Regions from separate parts of the Mus musculus genome. Here region 2 is linked to region 1. Evidence: chromatin contacts called from public promoter capture Hi-C data. All regions are on one chromosome and are shown on one strand. Each heading gives the region's core, a stretch centred on a gene start, on an enhancer-like site or on the middle of the called end of the contact. The rest is flanking DNA. Distances are from core to core; before and after follow the strand shown. Region 1 overlaps Hdc (histidine decarboxylase). Region 2 overlaps Sppl2a (signal peptide peptidase like 2A).

Region 1 (3,129 bases), core at 385-2,884:
ACACATATAGACCAGGCTGTCCTTGAACTCAGCAGGTCTGCCTGCTTCTGCCTCTCCAGTGCTGGGATTAAAGGCATGCACCATCATGCCTGAGAGTTTAGTGCAAGGAAACATACTGTCCTTGATACTGGAGTAATAAGCCAGCCGTGTCTACTCTGGGAGACTACAATGAAGCATAAAGATGGGGACATCAGTAAAGTTTTGGCAACTCCATGGAGAGAGGCAGAGGAATGGTCAACGAGATGGATATTTTTAGAGAGCAGAAATTGTGGCAGAGGTTTTCTGACATTTGAGGGGAAAGCTTAGGAGAAGTCACATTGCTTGTTAGAACAACTGCAAGTGTCCCGCAAACCGTTTGCTCTGTTTTCAGACCTGAGCACTAGGATTGGGAATTTTCAGAATCTATGGTAACTGCAGCTTTGAACTTTAAGCTCTGTTGAATTTGGTACCAGGACAGGGATCAGTTCAGACTGAGGCAGGGGTTCCTGTGCAGTCGGAAAGCTTGGATGGAGCATCTGAGGCCACAGGAATCTCACAGGTGAAAGCCAAAGCCAGTAGGTGGCAGCAAGATTAAGTAAGGACTGACCATCTTGGTGCCAGACAGACACACACATGTGATTCCTAGCTCACCTGTTTATCATCTAAACAGCCTACACTGCCTGGACAACTTTCTCTGAGGTTTTGCACTGTCCTCAAGCCACTTTCCTGGAAAGCACCTTTTGTCCTATGCCATTGATGTGCCCGTGAGGTGGCCCTGTGAAAGTCACACAGGGTAAGGAGCCAGGGCAGAGCTAAAGGGAAACCCAGGTCTGTGGGGCCCCAGGGTTTAAGCTCTTAATCACCATCCTAAAGCTACACTAATGTTGAGAAGAACAGACATAGAACTTTAATTTCTGCTACTCAAGGAACTTCTAGGAGTTTCTAGGCTGGGATGAAATACTTAAAACAGCAGTTTTCGAGAGGTCACGCTCGGTTCCAGGTCACAGGCTTGGAACTGTTAGTGTTACCCAGATAAGCTTGTCTTGGTTTGCTCCTTAGCAACAGCTTTGGGAGTCATGGTGACACCAGGGAAATCCCAGGAGTGCTCTGCAGGCAACACAGAATGCTAGGAGTGCCCGAGGGAGTGGGCACGTTGCTTCTAACCATGAGCTCTGTGTTATTTGTTTCTAGCATTGGCAGATCCCCTTGAGCCGGCGCTTTCGCTCCATTAAGCTGTGGTTTGTGATTCGGTCCTTCGGGGTGAAGAATCTTCAAGCACATGTCAGACACGTATGTTGCGCGAGAGCCGTGGGACTAAGCCCATGATTCTTTGCATTTTCCATGGGAAGGAAGACTTTGCCTCGGTTTTACAAATCTGCCCAGGGGATCCTTGGTTTGTGGCTCAGTGGTAGGGTGCGCAGAGGGACTTGAATGTTGGTTATGTAGAGGTGCGCTGATCTCCATGTAGTCCCAGTGGACTGTCTGTGATCTGTAGTTCACACTGTTTATTTTCTAAACAGTCACCACTAAGTGCAACTTCCTCTGTTCTGACATCCCTTGTTTCACCGATTTCCTGAGAGTCTCACCTTTCCTGTTGTTGTCTTTGAGAACTGAGCACTCAAAAGCCTAGTTTACGGAAAGAGAAAGTGAAAGTAGGTCAAAGAGCAGGGTCTATGGTCAAAGTAGGGCCGAGTCTTTAAGAAGGAGTGGCTGTCATGGCTCCCTGGTGAATGGTGTGTCAACACAGCCACACCTGCTCTTCACCTTCTAGGTGAGGTCTGTAGTGAACACACTACCTGTAATTGTGTCCTCCTCTCCCCTGGCCTCTGCTCTGTCTCATACACAGCTTGCCTCATGGGAGGGAAGAGAATAGGGCAGGAGGAGAATGTCTTATTAACTGGGAGACCTACTTTCTGCCGCCCAAGCCTTGGGAGAATCACCCTCCCTTGGATTTTAAAAAGTGAGGATGCTGACAAAGGTGGGCTCTGAGGGGACATTGTGGGGCATGTGAGTGAGACATGGAGAATTTTGACAGGGCAGGTGGTGAAAACAGGCCCAGAGGAAAGGAGTTATAGGGGAGAATCATAACCAGGTTAGAAATGGGGCATGGGCATATAAAGGCCAGGAGAACAGTTAGTATGCTTTTCCCGGACAAGGCCTGGACTTGCACATGAAGAACTTCTTAGGGATCAAGTGGGGACGTAGCTCCATTGGTACACTGTTTACTCCCCATGCACAAAGCCACTGTTTGACCCCCTAGTATTGCTTAACCTTCTCCTGGCAGCGCTTGCAGGTAGTTCCACAGTGGGGGGTGGAGGCAGAAGGATCAATGGTACCAGGTCGTCCTTGGCTACATTGTAACTTTGAGCCAGTCTAGGATCCATGAGAGAGAGCCTTTCTCAAAGAAAAGAAAAAGTTCATGAGGCGGTGGTAAGAGTTTGAAATTGACTGGAGAGAGAGAGAGAGTGGAGCAGATAGAGGAGCAGATAGAGGTTGGTTCAAATGGCACCGCCTCTTCATGGTCAAGGAAGACACCTGAAGCTCTGTCTTCTTTTAAAACGAAATATCAAGTGGGAGTTCCAGCCCATAAAAAAAAAATCACTTAGTGGGGCAGGAGAGATGACTCAGCAGTTAAGAGCACTGACTGCTCTTCCAGAGGTCCTGAGTTCAATTCCCAGCAACCACATGGTGGCTCACCACCATCTGTAATGGGATCTGATGCCCTCTTCTGGCATGTAGGTGTACATGCAGTCAGAGCACTCACATACATTAAATAAATCTTTAAAAATTAATTCACTTAGCAGAGAGTGTATGTGAGTCTCAGACTGGAATCTCTAGCCCTATCATGTGCTGTGTCTGTCACTTACTCCCCCCTCCCCACGCCCCCAGGTCTCATTTGTTGTTCTTGCTAGTCTGGAGCTCAAGGCTCCCCTCTCGAGTGCTGGCATTAAAGACTTAAATATCATCATTCCTGGCAACCTTGAACTTCCTCTGATCCTCCTACTGAAACCTCCCCATGTCTAACTTTATTCAGTTGTTGATTGAAGTCAGCATTTTGTGCAAGGTAGGCTAGTGGATTGCCAGTTGAGCCACAGCCCTGTCCTATATTCAAGCATTCTATGTAAATGTAAAACTCAAGAGAACCACAGG
Region 2 (3,230 bases), core at 69-2,568, 320 kb before region 1:
TATAGAGCTGTAATTTTTTTCTTTTTAAAACAATACGATTGAGGTATAATTTGCATATAGTAAGACAAGCTCATTTCATTGACACTCTTGAAATGTTGCAGATATACGGATGACTTTTGTAACTTCCATCAGCTTGAGCTACAGGCCATTCTGCAGGCTGCAGAAAGCTTGTTCTGCTTGTTTGCACTCAGTTCTAACCCAGGCCAGGCCAGCTGAGCGTTTCTGTCAGTCATGCTCATTCCTTAAAACCTTGTGAGATGAAATATTGGGGAAGAACATTCTTTGAATCAGAGATGATCCTAAGCAAATGGGATGCAGGAAGTAAAGATTTTTTTAAATGGCATATGCAATAAAATTACACATAGTGATAACCACGAAACACCTTTTAAAATAACATTCAAATATACATTTCCATGTTCACTTGTATTTGCAAAGTCAGTTATTGCACTAGTTTAGATGTGGGAAGTTTGACCTTTTAAATTCCTTTTTCTCTGACAGTCATGCGTGATACTGCTAGGCCTTCTTCTCATCTACGATGTGTTCTTTGTCTTCATCACACCTTTCATCACAAAGGTATGACCATTTAAAATTTACGACGAAGCCTTCAAAACGATGGAACTCTTTTTCTTAAATCTGTTTGTTTGCCTTGAGACAGGGTCTCCTCAGCATAGCCCTGGCAGGAAGAGAACTCTCTATGTATAGCTGGCTGGCCTTGAACTCCCAGAGATCCGCCTGCCTCTAGATTAAAGCCGTATGTCACCATTCCCTGCACATGCAGCTCCTGACATATTTTCTTAAATATTTACTTTCCTTACATGTGTATAAGTGAATACCTGCATGTGTGCATGTTCACCTCGTGCATGCCTGGTGCTCACAGAGGCCCACAGAGAGCATTCTTTCCCCTGGCACTGTTGTTCCAGGCCTTCAGATGCCACCCATCATGGGTATTGGAATCCAGGTCCCCTGCCAGAGCAGTGGTGCTCTTAATGCTGAGCCATCTTGCCAGCCTCAAGAAGGGAACCCTAACTCTCTTCATAGACTGTTGATTTTGCAGATTTGTATTTCAGAGTGAACTTTAATTTCCTTCAGGAAATTACCTTTGAAATTGGTCTTTCAGTAGAGGGTATATTAATATACAAGCTTTCAGTTGCTTCTTAGAGGACATAAGGAACTTCTGATTAGTATAAAGGGAGAATGTCTGTAATTTTTCTTTCCTTTTAAAAGTAAAACTTTCTTACAGCCAGTGTCTACTGTGGACAGTTTAGAGAGGGAGGGGAATGTGTCATTGATACCTTCATTTCTGAGAACTAATCTGAGAAGAGCAAACATCAGCATGCCAGCTCTGCAGGCCTGGAATGTACTGTGTACCCTGGCAGCCCCTCCTGGGCTTTAGGTCCCAGTCTACTTCGAGAAGCAATGCCAGCTTTTGACATCATTAGAATTCCTTTGGCTGAAGAACTCAACTTGATCTTTGTTTTTTGTTGTTGTTTTGTTTTGTTTTGTTTTTGTTTTTTTTTTAAAAACCAAACTATTATTACTATTATTTTTTTTTGAAATGAGTTTTCTCTGTACAGTCCTGGCTGTCCTGGAACTCACTCTGTAGACCAAGCTGGCTTTGAACTCACACAGATCCACCTGTCTCTGCCCCCTGAGTGCTGGAATTAAAGGGGTGTACCACCACTGCCAGGCCCAACTTGATCTTTCTATACCAACAAGGTCTCCTGTATCCAGGCCGCTCCTTGAAGCTAGGGTGAGGCTAACCTCAGTAAATGCTTAGTCCAGGGCTTCTCATTCTCACTGTCAGTTCTGTCCATTCTGTCTGCCTTTGGTTGTGTGGCTGGAAGCTCCTAAGTCATGCATTCCCCATTTTACCACCATTTTTCCTCTAACAAAGTGAGGAAAGGTGCCAAGTGAGCAAGTAAGTGGGCCAGCGAGTGAGCAAGCCAGCCAGTTGCCTTTCATTATTTGTTCAGTTTTCCGTCTTGGCCTTTTTCATATCAGGAACATATTTTTCATTATTGTCTAGTTCTCCCGTTTTCTCTACCATTTTATTTTGCACCTTGTCTTATAACTTTACATCGGCCCTTTATTCTTTGTGTCTCTTAGCTATTTCATATTTGATGGTGACTGTTTTTCTTCCCATTAGCTTTTGTTATCGTTAGTGCTATACTCAGGGTAGAACCCAGGACCTTTGTATTTTAGCCAAGCACTACCACAAAACCACATCCTTAGCCCCCTCCAGTGGGCTTTTATCCTTTCTTTAGACAATATATCATCTATTAAAATACTGCAAAAGCAGACAGTTGCTGCCAGCCATAAAGACAAACATATAACCTGTGGAGGAGCTAAAATTGCAACTAGGAAATAAAGATTTGAAACTATCCCAAAGTATTCATACCAGACTGTTTCGCAAGCACTTGCCCATGTCTTAAGGCGAGCTCTTTCACTCAGAGCCATCACTGAGCAGCAGTGGTACAAAAGGAAAACGGGAAAAGCATGAAGCCAGCAAGTGTGAGCTGTAACGGAAGCTGGGGGTTTTAAAAAAGCGTGTTCTCAAGCCAGGCAGACAGAGCAGGCCTTTAACTGTAGTAGTATTCAGGGGCAGAGGCAGGAGGATTGCCACAGTTTTCAGCCAGTTTACAAATGGAGTTCTAGGCAGCCAGCGAGGGGTACGTAGTGAGATCCTGAGGCAAAACCAAAGCTGTCCAAGCTAGTGGTAATTTATTTGGTGCAAAACAAAACAGCCCTGTAGAATACTCCAGAGGCAGTTAATAAAAGGAAAACACTGTTGATCTTAAACTTGCCTCGAATCCCAGCACTTGGGAGGCAGAGTTCAGGGCAAGTTTAGTTTACAGAGTGAGTTCCAGGATAGCCAGGGCTATAGAGAAACCCTGTTTCAAAAACAAAAACAAAAACAAAAAAAAGAAAATCAAAATCCTTATCATTGTCTTCACACAGCAGATAGTTCTCAGCATGCACTGGAAGAATAGCAGGAAATGATAGCCAGGTATCAAATTACTTCTTTTTCATCTTAAACCTGGTATCAGTTAAATGTTAGATGACGTTTTAAAGGTATAGGCCTTTTAAAGGATAAAGGCCTTTGAGTCTTCTTTCTTGTGTGAGTAGTACATTTTTCATTATTTATTTTTCTTAGGCCTGTGCTTTCTAACAAATCTGTTGTAGTAATGGAGCTGGAGGTGCTCTTTGGCACTCGTTGTTATACGTGTTCA

The links. Capture Hi-C pulls out chosen DNA fragments and counts their contacts.
Region 2: a promoter capture Hi-C map of liver shows a contact between it and region 1. The contact joins two enhancer-like sites. A contact is called at or near these places in 1 of 484 Hi-C or Micro-C datasets (regulatory T cells), 1 of 115 datasets of contacts at active chromatin or transcription factors (memory CD8 T cells) and 3 of 9 other capture datasets (adipose tissue, liver and pancreatic islet).

What each region holds. Positions count from the first base shown.
Region 1 is chr2:126,596,011-126,599,139 of GRCm38.p6, reverse strand. Hdc (histidine decarboxylase) reads left to right here. Exons shown (of 12, transcript NM_008230.6): 10 at 1,171-1,269. Among named protein-coding and RNA genes, the nearest start is that of Hdc, 21 kb to the left of the region's middle. Within about 2 kb of position 1,634, at least 88 of the 459 cell types and tissues checked have an H3K27ac peak or open chromatin away from gene starts, as enhancers often do. A contact at or near this core is called in liver, where this site is marked.
Region 2 is chr2:126,914,554-126,917,783 of GRCm38.p6, reverse strand. It overlaps Sppl2a (signal peptide peptidase like 2A), which reads left to right. Exons shown (of 15, transcript NM_023220.2): 10 at 499-573. Among named protein-coding and RNA genes, the nearest start is that of Mir3473g, 14 kb to the right of the region's middle. Within about 2 kb of position 1,318, at least 7 of the 459 cell types and tissues checked have an H3K27ac peak or open chromatin away from gene starts, as enhancers often do. A contact at or near this core is called in liver, where this site is marked.